Regions from separate parts of the Oryctolagus cuniculus genome. Here region 1 is linked to region 2. Evidence: chromatin contacts called from public Micro-C data. All regions are on one chromosome and are shown on one strand. The core of a region is the stretch at or near the end of the contact, and the rest is flanking DNA. Distances in the headings are between cores, read along the strand shown. Region 1 holds the start of USP1 (ubiquitin specific peptidase 1). Region 2 holds the start of ATG4C (autophagy related 4C cysteine peptidase).

Region 1 (6,378 bases), core at 3,609-6,108, 360 kb before region 2:
CACATGGGTGCAGGGGGCCAAGCACTTGGGCCATCTTCTGCTGCTTTCCCAGGCCATAGCAGAGAGCTGGATCGGGCGTGAAGCAGCCGGGACCCGAACCGGCGCCCATATGGGATGCTGACCCTACAGGTAAGGCCTTTACCTGCTGTGCCACAGTGCCAGCCCCTTCAGGCTATTTTATGACAATCCCTGGGTCAAACTGTAAATGTGTACTTTTATCTGTTCCAATGGGAATGTCAATTGTTTCTGGTTCTTTCTTAGATTGGAATAGGAAAGAATGCATTCGCTAAAAACAATGATATGTACCAAATACCTGGGGCTTTATGAGTCAACTCTAGTGAACATATCACATCTGGCACGGCAGCTGCAATCAGGCCTGCTAATGGGTTGAGCTTGCAGTAATCCCCTGTCATCCTTCAGCTCCATCTATCTTTTTGCAGGGCCAGATAGAGTGTTAAATGGAAATATGATGGGAATCAACATCTGTTTTCTTTGGATTCATAAGAGTAGCACTAATTCTTGTCATCACTTCCTGAGATCCAACATTATTTGATTTCTGGTGTCTGAATGCCTGTGTTCATCCAAAATGTATACACTGAAGCCCTAACACCAGTGTGATAGTATTTGCAGTAGGATCTCTGGGAGGTAATTAAGTTCGAAGCATGTCTTAGAGTCCATTTGGGCTGACATAATAGCCTGGACTGGGTGGCATATAAACAACAGAAATTTCTTTTTCTTGGTTGTATAGGCTGGGAAGTCTGTGACAAAGGCATCAACAGATTCTGTATGTGCTGAAGGCCCACTTCCTGGTTCAGAGACAGCCATCTTCTCATTGTATGCTTCTGTCAAGGCAGGGATGAGGGTGCTCTTTAAGGTCTCTTTTACAAAGGCGCTAAAGCCATTCTTAATTCACCTTGCAAGGACTCACCTCCAAATACTACTGCATTAAGAATTAGGTTTCAACATACTAGTTTGGGGGGGACACAAATAGTCTGTAACAGATGAGGTCACACAGGTGGGATCATGTCAGTATTCTTATAAGAAAAGAGATACCAGTGTGTCCATGTACACACATTGATAAAGGCCATGCGAGGACACTGTGAGAAGGTGGCAATCTGTGTCGCTCTCCTGCCCGCGGAGGAACCACACGGAACGCTGTTTGCTTCCCCTTCAGTAGGGCTTTATTAATAGAAAATGTTACAGGGTAGAAAGATAGAGAAGAGGAAAAAGAGAGCTCTACGCTGTATTCTCTTCCATATATAGTCCTTTGCCACCTATCAGAATTGTCCCTCAGTTCATGCGGCAATCAGACCAATCAGGTTTGAGTCCACGCGGTGTGCACGCAGTTCTCCTCCAATCGATGATAAGGTCAGCTCCCAGTCATTCGGCATTTGCAACACTCCATTCTCAGTTCCGAATTTTTCTACTTCCTCTCAGCGCCATCTTGTGAGAAATGGGCCCTGTCTCCCACAAATCTGCAAGCTGGAAAGGACCCTTACCAAACATACACTCTGCCAGCATCTTGGTCATGGGCTTCCCAGTCTCCAGAACCAGAAAATAAACACCTGCTGGTCAAGCTGTCCAATCTGTGGTGTTTTGTTACAGGAGCCGGAGCTAAGGTGGCCCAATGTTTGGCTGAGGAAGGCAGCTTCAAAGGCATCCACTTGGTCTTCCCCATCATGACAGCTTTTACCCCGCAGGTCCTAATGGGTTTACAACTGCCAGTGAGTCAACCCCATTATACATTTGGAAAGTGCAAAGTGACCAGTGGGTGAAGTAACAGACCCAGCTGACTTAACTCTGAATGGGACCTTGATATGACTTCATTTATTTTTTTTTTTAAGATGTATTTTATTTATTTGAAAGAGTTACAGAGAGAAGTAGAGACAGAGAGGTCTTCTATCCACTGGTTCACTCCCCAGAGGGCCGAAACGGCCAGAGCTGCGCCAATCCAAAGCCAGGAGCCAGGAGCTTCTTCTGGGTCTCCCATGAGGGTACAGGGGCCCAGGAAGTTGGGCCATCTTCTACTGCTTTCCCAGGCCATAGCAGAGAGCTGTATTGGAAGTGGAGCAGCCAGGACTCGAACCAGCACCCATATGGGATGCTGGTACTTCAGGCCAGGGCGTTAATCCACTGTGCCACAGAGCCAGCCCCTCCCGGAGTCTTTTAATCCATTCTTGTCCCGCCTACGTGCCCTAGCGTCTCCGGCATTTCAGTTCCATTGTCAGAGTTTCTGCTTTTCTCATGCTTCTGGGAGTCATTGAAGTAGCGAGTTTATAATGGCTTTTGGGAGGTCCTTTTCAGGATGTTAAACTCTATCTTTTGGGAGGATGCTCCCAACTCAATATAATTTCTCCTATCCAATTTTATGTCCCAGCCCGTCTGGTCAAGTATTCTCTGAATTCAGTCCCATGCACACTCCCCATACTCCTTTTGGGACATGCTAGCTAGGTCTCACATCTTTAGGAGCCAGTCCTTTACCTCCATCATCAGAGGCAGCACCTTCCCAATTATGTTCTGTTGCAACTTAACACTAATAGATTTCCTGGCCAGAAGGCTAGGTGGGAGGCAAGGGGTGCTGGGGGAGGGGAGAACATATTCCCCTCCAAGTAGAAACAGCAAAGTGACTGCTCTCAGAAGGGAGCAGTGGGCCCCACTGCAGATGTCAGGGGAGGCTGGGAAATCAAAATTTCCAGGTATACCACCTAGAAGTTCCCTCCATGTGCCCGGGTGCTAGGTTTTCTCAACCATGGCCCTGACTTTGGCACAACCGAACTGCTATTTTGAGTACATCACCATATTTTAAGTGCAGCCAGTGTAAGGTGCTGGTGTTGGTACTGTTTTCTCCACGTTTCCCCTGCAGATGAGAGCTCCTTTGAGTGTCATGAAGAAGTTCTCTGGCATTTACACCTGTCTTTCGGATGCTTATACTCATCCTCAGCTGTCCACTATTTCTCCATAGCGAGTAGAGTTTGGCAAAAGCCATTCAATTCTGTTATCCTTATAGAAAGAACCTCTTCTACCATATGCCTCAAAACCCTGATACATCACACCTGCTAGTGTGTGCCCTTTCCCGTGGTACACCATCCAGATTGGCCCTCTGCCTTGTGCCAGGGGCTGGATGTGTCTTACTGATAGCAGCCAGGCAGTCCAAAAGTCAGGGCTCAAACCCCATATGATTGCCTGTTTTCTATAACTAATCCTGGTTTAAATGCTTGCAGGTATATATTTAGGGGGGAAGCAGGTGATGAGACAGAGCCTGGGGTACAAAAATGTGAAAAGGGTGAAGCAGCAGAATGAAGAAGTGGAAAATGTCAAATTCTAGTACACTCTAAACTCTGGCCAACATGGCCAAGAACTCTGAAGTGACTACTGCTCATCAGAGGTATCCAGCGGAGGCCATAATGCTGAGCCCTCATATCTCAGCTTTGCTTAATCGTCTAGTGTAAGCTACCCCGGAAAGAGCATAACCGGGCAAGGTCGCCAACTGCAATTAAAGGAGTCCCTGCTGGAGCTGACAATGGTAGGTGCTCCCTGCAACTTGGGAGCAAGTCCTTCCACGCAGGGGAATCTGGGCAGCCATCTCCGTATCTACCACAAAGGGCTGGGTGGTATCTAGCACATTCTTTCTTCAAGGAATCAAAAGATGTAGGTAGGCACATCAAAAAGTTTGTGTCACATAAAAACGGAATTAAAAGAAAAGTTTAGGGGCAAGCACTGTGGTGCAGCTGGTTTAGTAGCCGCCTGCAACGCCGGCATCTCATGAGCGCCTGCTTTGCACTCTGGCTGCTCTGCTCTGGATCCAGCTCCCTGATAACATACCTGGTAAAGCAGCAGCAGATGGCCCAAGCGCTCCGGCCCCTGCCACCCATGTGGGAGACTGAGGTGGCGCTCCTGGCTCCTGGCTCCGGCCTGGACTAGCTGCAGCTGTTGCCACCACCTGGGGAGTGAACCAGCAGATGGAAGCTCTCTCTCTGCCTTCAAATATGGATTTTTTAAAAAAAGATAAGTTTACTATGGGGCAAACAGTTTCTTAAATCTATGCATATGAGAAGTCTTCAAAAGGTCAAGGAAAATGTGTATAATGAAAAATTATGTATGGATTTCTTTTTCTGCACAAAATGGACTTATCTTTTAATTTCAATTTTCCACGAACTTTTTGAAGTACCCTCATACTTATTTCTTTTTTCCATCTTCTGAGGAAATCTTTTTCATTAACTTGGTAAGGGAAAGTATAACAGAAAACCAAACATTATCTGGTTGCTTGGGGGGGGTGGGGACTGTCATCTTTGATCTCTTTTTTCTTACCATACCATGCTTCCGGTCACTCAACGAAGCTGGTTGGCTGTACTTCAAATATAGTGGAGGCGTTTGGCCTAATGGTTAAGACACCAACTGGGATGTCTGCCCCCCATCTCAGAGTGCCTGTCTTTGCCTCTCCATTGGCCTCCTGTTCCCGTTTCCCGCTGCGGCGGCACCTGGGGAGGCAGCAGGTGATGGCTCCAGCAGTTGAGTCCCTTCCAGCCAAGCGAGAGATCTGGGTGCGTTCGGAGCTTCCAGCTTTGGCCTGACCCAGTCTCAGCTGCTGTTAAGATCTGGGCAGTGACTTTCTCTTTCTCTGTCATGTATATGGCTATGTGTCTATATGTATGGATATATGTATATCCATGTGCGTATATGTATGTATAATCTCTTGAATCTCACGTTCTGAGCACTTCCATTTATCACAAGTCACCAGTTTACTCCTTGGCCACCGAAATCAGCCCCCTAGTGGAGCTTCCTGCTTGCATTCTTGAAGGTCAAAGGTCTGTCCACCGCGGCGGGGGGGGGGGGGGGGGGGGACTGTTTCACAAATCCTGCCCCTGCCGGCTGAGCACCACCCAGCGCCTTCCACCCCGGCCTGCTGCGTGGGGGCCCAGCCGGTTTCGCTCATCTCCTGCGTGTAGTCTTCTCACCCAGGCTCACACGCTCTCAGGAGCCTGGCTACCTCACCTCTCTGCAAAACACCAAACGCGTCCAGGACTTTGTATCTGCTGTTCTTGCCGCCGGGACCATTCTTCCCCTTGGGTCCCTCCCGGGCTCGCTCTGCTCAGCCGTCAACTGCAGGGCGCTTTCCCGAATATGCCACCTAAAACGGCATGCCCCTGCTGTCGCTTCCATCGTGTGTGCCCATTTTTAGTTTAACGTCTGTCTCCTCTCGAATGTACAACTCCTTTAGCGCAAGGAACGTATTTCATTCAGGCCACAGTCCTAAGCGTTTTGAAAAATGCCGGGCACACAGCAGAACCGAAACATTCGGATTTGGACTAAATCTCTCCTGCTTAACTTCAGCACTTGCGCCGAGGTCGCGCCGCACAGGTAAGCACACAAACACAAAAGGGCACCCGAGCCGCCTGCTTCGCTGCTTTTGAGCCTCCGAGCGGCGGCTCGGGTCGGAACCGCTGTGTGGCCCACGGCGGGTCGGGCTCGAGAGGACACCGTGAGGCGATCGGCGTCTGAGGAAGGAGCCTCGCCCTAAAGCACTCTGCTGAGGCTCCGCCGTCCTCCGTGACGGCGCTGGTTTTCTCTAGACGGCCCTGGGGCCGGGGCTGCTGCCCGTGACAGAAAGCCCACGCACGGAGCAGGACGCGGCGCGGCCTCCATTTCCCGTAGCCGGTCTCCCTGGTAACCCCGCCCGAGCGTTCACGCAAGAAAGGAGGGCGGGGCTCGCGGGGAGGGCCTAGCTCCGGAAGCCGCGCCCTCGCCGGCGTCCCTCGGGCCAACACTACGCACAGCTAGACTCTTAACAGTCGGCCGCGAAAGCGCGCACGCGAGCGCCAATGAGAGCGAGAGGCGGGGAGCCGCGCCTGAGGAACTCGGTGTAAGTCTCATAAGGATTGGCCCGAGCCTTTCTGTCTTCTTTGTTGGTATTGGCTGGATTTCTTTCTCCCGCCCATTTGCTAGCTTTTGTCTGGGTACTTCTGATTGGCTCTGCCTGGGCAGTGAAGGGGGTGAGGTTTTGGGGATGCTTCGTCGCGGATTGGCGGATTTGAGCACCTAAGGGCTCCTCCTTGAGGAAGGGGGCCCGGCCCATCTTGCCTCTGTCCCGTCTCCCGACCCGTACTCGTAACTCGCGCGCACGAATGGTTAAAAAAAAAAAAAAAAAAGGGTGTGAGGCTCGAGCCCGCCAGCCAGGCCTCCAGTGCGCGCCCTCAGCGAGGACCCGCGCGAGCTGCCCGAGACTGTGCCTGCGGTGTTTGAAAGTGCGGAACCCGTTAGGATCTTGGGGGAGCTACCGTTCCAGCTGGTTCCGGAGCCCGTGCGCGCCGGGGGCCAGGGGCGGTCGCGGGGCGGCCCTGGTGTTTCGCGTCTGTGCAGCGTGGAGGCGAGGACCGGCAT
Region 2 (6,300 bases), core at 2,543-5,042:
AGCATCTCATATGGGTGCCGATTTGAGACCCAGCTGCTCACTTACCATCCAGCTCTCTGCTATGGCCTGGGAAAGCAGTAGAAGATGGCCCAAGTCCTTGGGCCGCTACTCCCTTGTGGGAGACCTGGAAGATGCTCCTGATTCCTAGCTTCGGATAGGCCCAGCTCTGGCCATTGTGGCCATCTGTGTAGTGAACCAATGGATGGAAGACCTCTCTCTCTCTATCTCTGCCTCTGCCTCTTTGTAACTCTGCCTTTCAAATAAATAAATCTTTAAATATTTTTATTTATTCATTAGAGAGGTAGAGTTACAGACAGTGAGAGGGAGAGACAGAGAGGTCTTCCTTCCGTTGGTTCACTCCCCAAATGGCCACAATGGCCAGAGCTGCACTGATCCAAAGCCAGGAGCCAGGAGCTTCTAATGGTTCTCCCACACGGGTGCAGGGCCCAAGCACTTGGGCCATTCTCTACTGCTTTCCCAGGCCATAGCAGAGAGCTGGATTGGAAGTGGAGCAGCCATGACTAGAACTGGCGCCCATATGAGATGCCAGTGCCACAGGTGGGGGATTAACCTACTGCACTATGGCACCGGCCCTAAATAAATCTTAAAAAAAAAAGTCTATAAGTCTACAAGGTATTTGTCTCATTATGTTTGAGTTCAGCTTATCTCAATATAATATCTCCACTGAGTCATTCATGGTACACATTCACTCATCAAATAGAACCTTCATCTTTGTCTGGGTTCAGCAGGGATAACAAGTACAAGAGGATGTTTGTGGAAAAATGGAATCACAAGATAAAGTTCCTTTTGGTGCCAGAAAGTTGAAATCTATACATAATTTTTGTATGCATTTTCCATGAACTTTTCTTTTTTAAGATTTATGTATTTATTTGAAAGGAGAGCTACAGAGAGGCAGAGGCAGAGAGATAGAGGTCTTCCACCTGCTGGTTCACTACCCAGATGGCCACAACGGCTGGAGCTGTGCCAATCTGAAGCCAAGAGACAGGAGCTTCCTCAGGGTCTCCCATGTGGGTTCGGGGGGCCAAAGGACCTGGGCCATCTTCTGCTTTCCCAGGCCATAGCAGAGAGCTGGATCAGAAGTGGAACAGCCGGGACTTGAACCAGCACCCATATGGGATGCCAGCACTGCAGTTGGTGTCTTTACCTGCTACACCGCAGTACCAGCCCCCCATGAACGTTTTGAAGACTTCTTGTACATTTGGTAGAAGTTAAGGATTAAAACTTTACTGGGAAAAAAAAAAAAAAAAACTTTACTGGGGACAGTGCTGTGGCATAGCAAGTAAAGACACCAACTGCAGTGCCAGCATCCCATATGGGCTTTGAATCTTGGCTGCTGCACTTCTGATCCAGCTCTCTGATATATCCTGGGAAAGCAGTGGAAGATGGCCCAAGTCCTTGGGCCCCTGTACCTGTGTGGGAGACCCCGGAAGAAGCTCCTGGCTCCTGGCTTTGGATCAGCGCAGCTCTGGCCATTGTGGGCACCTGGGGAGTGAACCAGCAGATATAAGACCTCTCTCTGCTTCTGCCTCTCAGTAACTCTGCCTTTTGAATAAATAAATAAATACATCTTTTAAAAAAAACTTTATCAATAAAAATGCGGAGCTTTATCACAGTCAATACTACTAGAATGGTTTGTATACTCTTAAAGTTTATGCCTAGACTATGATGACATTTTAGAAAGGCTTGACACTTAAGATAAATGTTACACACACACACCAAGTAGTAAACTTATCTTTTAGATTATTGAATATGGTACTTTCAGTAACCAAATATTCTGGTTTTAATGATTATACCTGAATTACTACCTACAAAAAGCACAGATGTTAGAAACAGCTTGCACAAAAACTGGATGGTGTCAAGGAGAAAGGAGTTTTAGTGCCTCCGTCATCACTGAATTGTCATAAGCATTTTTTGCGAGCTAGTTACTCCGTAAAAATCCTGTGCTTGGAACTGAGAGGGACACGTGTTTCAGACTCAGCTCCTGCCTTTGAGAAAGTGTACTAAACTACTGTAGAAGTCGAATTAACAAATCCATAAATGATTACTGAAAGTCGGTGTGAACACATACTGTTTTCCATTCCGGTAAAGCTCTCCCCTCTGCTTTTCATTTGCCTTTAGACCCTTCTTAATTGTCAAAACTGTGCTTCAGAAGCAGCGAGACAGAGCGCTTTGCTCCTGGCAGCACTCAGTATATGTGCTGAACTGAAATGGACAGCTTGTCTAATTTTACCTCTTGTGTAGTCGGCAATTGACTGAATCAGGAAGTCACAGACACATTTAGAGCAAGGAATACTGTTGAGTGCTACCACTGCAAGGATCTCTTTAGAAAACATGAAGTCTGTTCATAAATTATATAATCTTTAAACTCTCCCATGTTTATTTATATAACTGATCATTAAAACTGCTTTAGTAATACATGTATTAAATATTTAGCATATTTTAAAAGGTTCCTTAATACTAATTAGTAAATGTGATTATGCATTTATTTACTACAAACACTTACAAATATCGAATAACCTAATATAGTTTACCAACATTACCTTTGAATCATTCCAACGGAAATGTTCCCTCTCATTAAATTCACATTGTTTGCTGTGCGAGTAAGGAAAGCAACAGATTGTTCTCCATAATCATAGGTTTTAAATATTTACTTGCTAGTGCTGCATAATTTAGCACATTGGAGTTGAAAAGCCATTTGTATGGTAGCTGATACCATTTCAGCGTTATAGAATATAGTGTCCCTCTGTGACTTCCATGTGAAGCTGAAAAAATGAAACGTGTCCTACACTTTTTCCCAACCAATTAAAATTGGTAGTATATACACAATTTAACTTTTTCATATCAAATAGTTATCTTAAGTATTCAAACATTGTTTCTTGTGGCCTGCTAATGCATGATACCAAGAATAATATATATACATTCCCATTATCCAAGTCCTTATGGAAGTTACAAAAAGGCATCCAGATGGCTTGTTAGAGGCATATTATCTCCCCTAAAAAAATCAGAAGAGTTCTGCATTTCAAAATATAGAATCATAAGTTAATCATACAAGAAACAATTTTTGGTCGCTCACTCTAATAAATGTTCCATTTATGATCCTGCCATACTTTTGCCTTGATTGCTTAATTGGCTGCCTCACCACATCAGAAGGAAATAAACTGTTTTAGTCATGTATATGAGAATAATAAAAATAATTCAAATCACAAAACACTAAAAAACTGGAAAAAAAGTCTCAAGTTTCTTTTTAACTTTTTAACTCGCCTTCTGGAAGACTTTCATTTCCATGTGGTTCACAGTCTGGTAGTACAGGCTGTCAGTCTTTTAATTTCTAGCTTTTACTATAATTTCCTATGTAGTTCAGGGGCACGTCACACGTAGTCTGCTCGAACAAGACGATACAGAATTACATCTTGCAGTTAGTATTTCTCCGTAACAACCCTTTAAAGTGAAGATAAAGTTTTCCATTTCATAAAAGGTCTCCTCAGATTGTTCCCTGCGCTTCATCCTTGAGGATAATTTTAATGTGGAAAATGAGTGCACATATCCTTTGCTGTCTTCTTACAGGTATTTAACCTGCAGTCCCAGGCACAGCTTGGCTTGGTGTACCTTCACCTCAGGGCAACTGAGAGACGAGTATTTTACCAAAGTGGGGCTTGGTAGGAGGTCTGCTCCGGTCCGGGACAGTGAAGGATGAAGAAACGGTGCATGCTGGATCTTGTAGTTCCTGCGACAGAAGCATGCTAATTATTTCGCACGGCATGCTGGTAGTTGAAGTCCGACTATTCGCCAGGCAGCCGGAACGTGTAGTTTGTCTGTCAAAGAGACGCTGCTTACACATGGCTACTTTCTCTCGTTTCTGCGTTTGCCGCATGGCTGATTAGGGGTTGAGGTGGCGAACAGGTGGACAAAAGGGAGGATGGAGGAAGTGGAGCAGAGGCCTCCGAGCCGTTGCTACCGCGGCCGCTGCCGCCAATCCACGGCTCTGGTGCCCCGGAAGTGGCTGACCTGATAGAGCTGAAGGCGGGGCCGTTCCTCTTGCTACGGAGGCCGGCGAGCTCGGGGTACCTGTGGCTGCGGCGCTGAGGTCCGATGGTGTTGCGTGCGGGCTGCTTTTGTAGCCGGTGCTGAGCGTTTCCCGGGTTGGTGGCTCCTGCGCGTCGTTATAGCTCTCCAGCCCTTCTGTTTCTGTGAGGGGTCGACGTGAGGCTAGCGGAGACGAGAAGGTTGGGATAGTCTCTGGTCCCCGATGACCGGGTTTCTTGGGGGGGGGGGGGGCCCTTCACTTTGGGGAGACCCTGTGGCCAACCCGCTGGTTTCTCGGAGGGCTCTGGCGCCACCCTCGGGTGTCTCTTCTTGTGTCATTTGTTTTCTGACTCGTCGTCGCGCCGTCCTCGGTCCTCCAGAGGTGACAAGCCGTAAGCCTTACCTTGGGCAGCTGTTCTCGTTTTCCTTGTGCTTTTCTTAGGTGTCCCAGGCACGGTCTCTGATGTCCCCTAGGCTGTCGCATCCCGGGGACCTCTGACCCAGCGCCAGGGCTCTGTCGGGTCGGGCTCCACCCCCGACTCCCATCCCTTTGAAGGAAAATGAAGCAGTCGGATCCCCGAGCGCTTAACCATCGCATTCTTAGCGCCCTTCCTCCCGTAGGGCTTGGTTGTCACTTCCAGTTGTAGCCCGGTAGCGGGGATATAGTGTTGCCTCCCTATCCGCGTATCCACGTTCGCTCACTTTGTTTCACGAGTTGCCCTCAACCCTCCCCAGCCTCACCACAGGAAAGGGCTCTCGAGGTCGAAGGTTCAGAATAGGTTCTTAGATCTGGTGACTATGAATTGGGATCCCAGTGGTCAGCTCTGCATTACTGCTGGTTGAGGTTATGGTTCGTACTTCTTTGGCTACATTTTGTTTTGTTGTGATTTTCCCCACATGGTGTTCACTGCTGTCCTATAGTTAGGGAATACTTGATCCTACAGCTCTTTTTGTTGTTGGTGGTGGTGTTTTTTAATATCTGAATGACATATATGGGAATTTTTTTTTCTGGTGTTCTACTTGAACCGCAAATACCCAGTGGAATTTTTGTAATGATTTTGTGTCAGATGATAGCAGATAGACACAAAGAAATGATTCTTCCTTCTTGCTTGTTTGGGATTTGTTGTTAGATTAAAGTGCCCCTGAGCGATTGGAAAGGCTATAAAACTTAAAATCGGTGTATTTTCTGAGTTTCAGATGATAAAAGCTCTTTTATAAAACAAGGAAGAGTTTCTGATTAGTCAATAATCTGATATTATTTTGAATTATCAGTTCATTCGCTATAAAACAGACTTTTTAAAGATGAAAAGTCAACATATGGAATTGTATGATTTAGTAAAGTGTTTCAAAACCATTTAATTATGCTCTTTTTCTATAAATGGATGCAATTATATAAAACATATCTGTGGTAACTGTTTATGAAGCGTTTCTAGATACTTTGATAGCTCTGGGCAACTGTGTTGTAGTGTGTTCATTAGTGTTTTGTAGACAGAAATTTTGTACTGCATGCTTTCTGGGGAACATGTAACTGATGAGTTTGCACCATGTCGTCTGTTATTGCACTTGTAGAGGTTCTAATAGTAAGATTATTACTCAGTAAAATTTGTATCTGTCAGTAAGATAGAAAAATACTTGTATCCTGTCAAGTTGGGATTATTCCTAGATAATCTGTAGTGGTTTCAGCCATGCATAAAATTTGGAGCTACATGTATAGTATTTCAGAATTAATTCACTCATGAGATTCTTTATTGGAAAAAAGGATAAGCTAGATATTATTCAAACTGTTTATATTTTTCTTGAGATTTTATTCATTTACTAGGCATTAATTGAATACTTACTAATATTTAACAAAATACTCAATTTATTGATAAGAGTATCCTCTTGTTCTCTTTGTTCTAGATACTTTTAACACATTATCTCAGTTAATTATAGCAACTCAGGGACTACTGAATTTTTTTTTTTTAAGATTTTATTTATTTATTTGAGAGGTAGAGTTACAGATGGTGAGAGGGAGAGAGAGAAAGGTCTTTCATCTGCTGGTTCACTCCCCAAATGGCTGCAATAGCCAGAGCTGAGCCAGGAGCTTCTTCCAGGTCTCCCACGCGGGTACAGCAGCTCAAGCCATTGGGCCATCTTCTGCTGCTTTCCCAGGCCACAGCAGAGAGCTGGATCAGAAGAGGAACAGCCGGGACTAGAACCGGCATCCGTATGGGATGCCGGCATTGCAGCTGGAGGATTAACCTACTGTGCCACACC

What was found. Hi-C and Micro-C count contacts between places; a contact is called where the count stands out from the background.
Region 1: a Micro-C map of ear pinna shows a contact between it and region 2, with 5 times the contacts expected there. The contact joins the promoter of USP1 here to the promoter of ATG4C in region 2. A contact is called at or near these places in 3 of 6 Hi-C or Micro-C datasets (ear pinna, psoas muscle and an unstated tissue).

The regions. Positions count from the first base shown.
Region 1 is chr7:110,377,373-110,383,750 of mOryCun1.1, reverse strand. It overlaps USP1 (ubiquitin specific peptidase 1), which reads left to right and starts at 4,858. Exons shown (of 9, transcript XM_008265152.4): 1 at 4,858-5,358.
Region 2 is chr7:110,013,164-110,019,463 of mOryCun1.1, reverse strand. ATG4C (autophagy related 4C cysteine peptidase) reads left to right here and starts at 3,792. Exons shown (of 11, transcript XM_070078365.1): 1 at 3,792-4,105.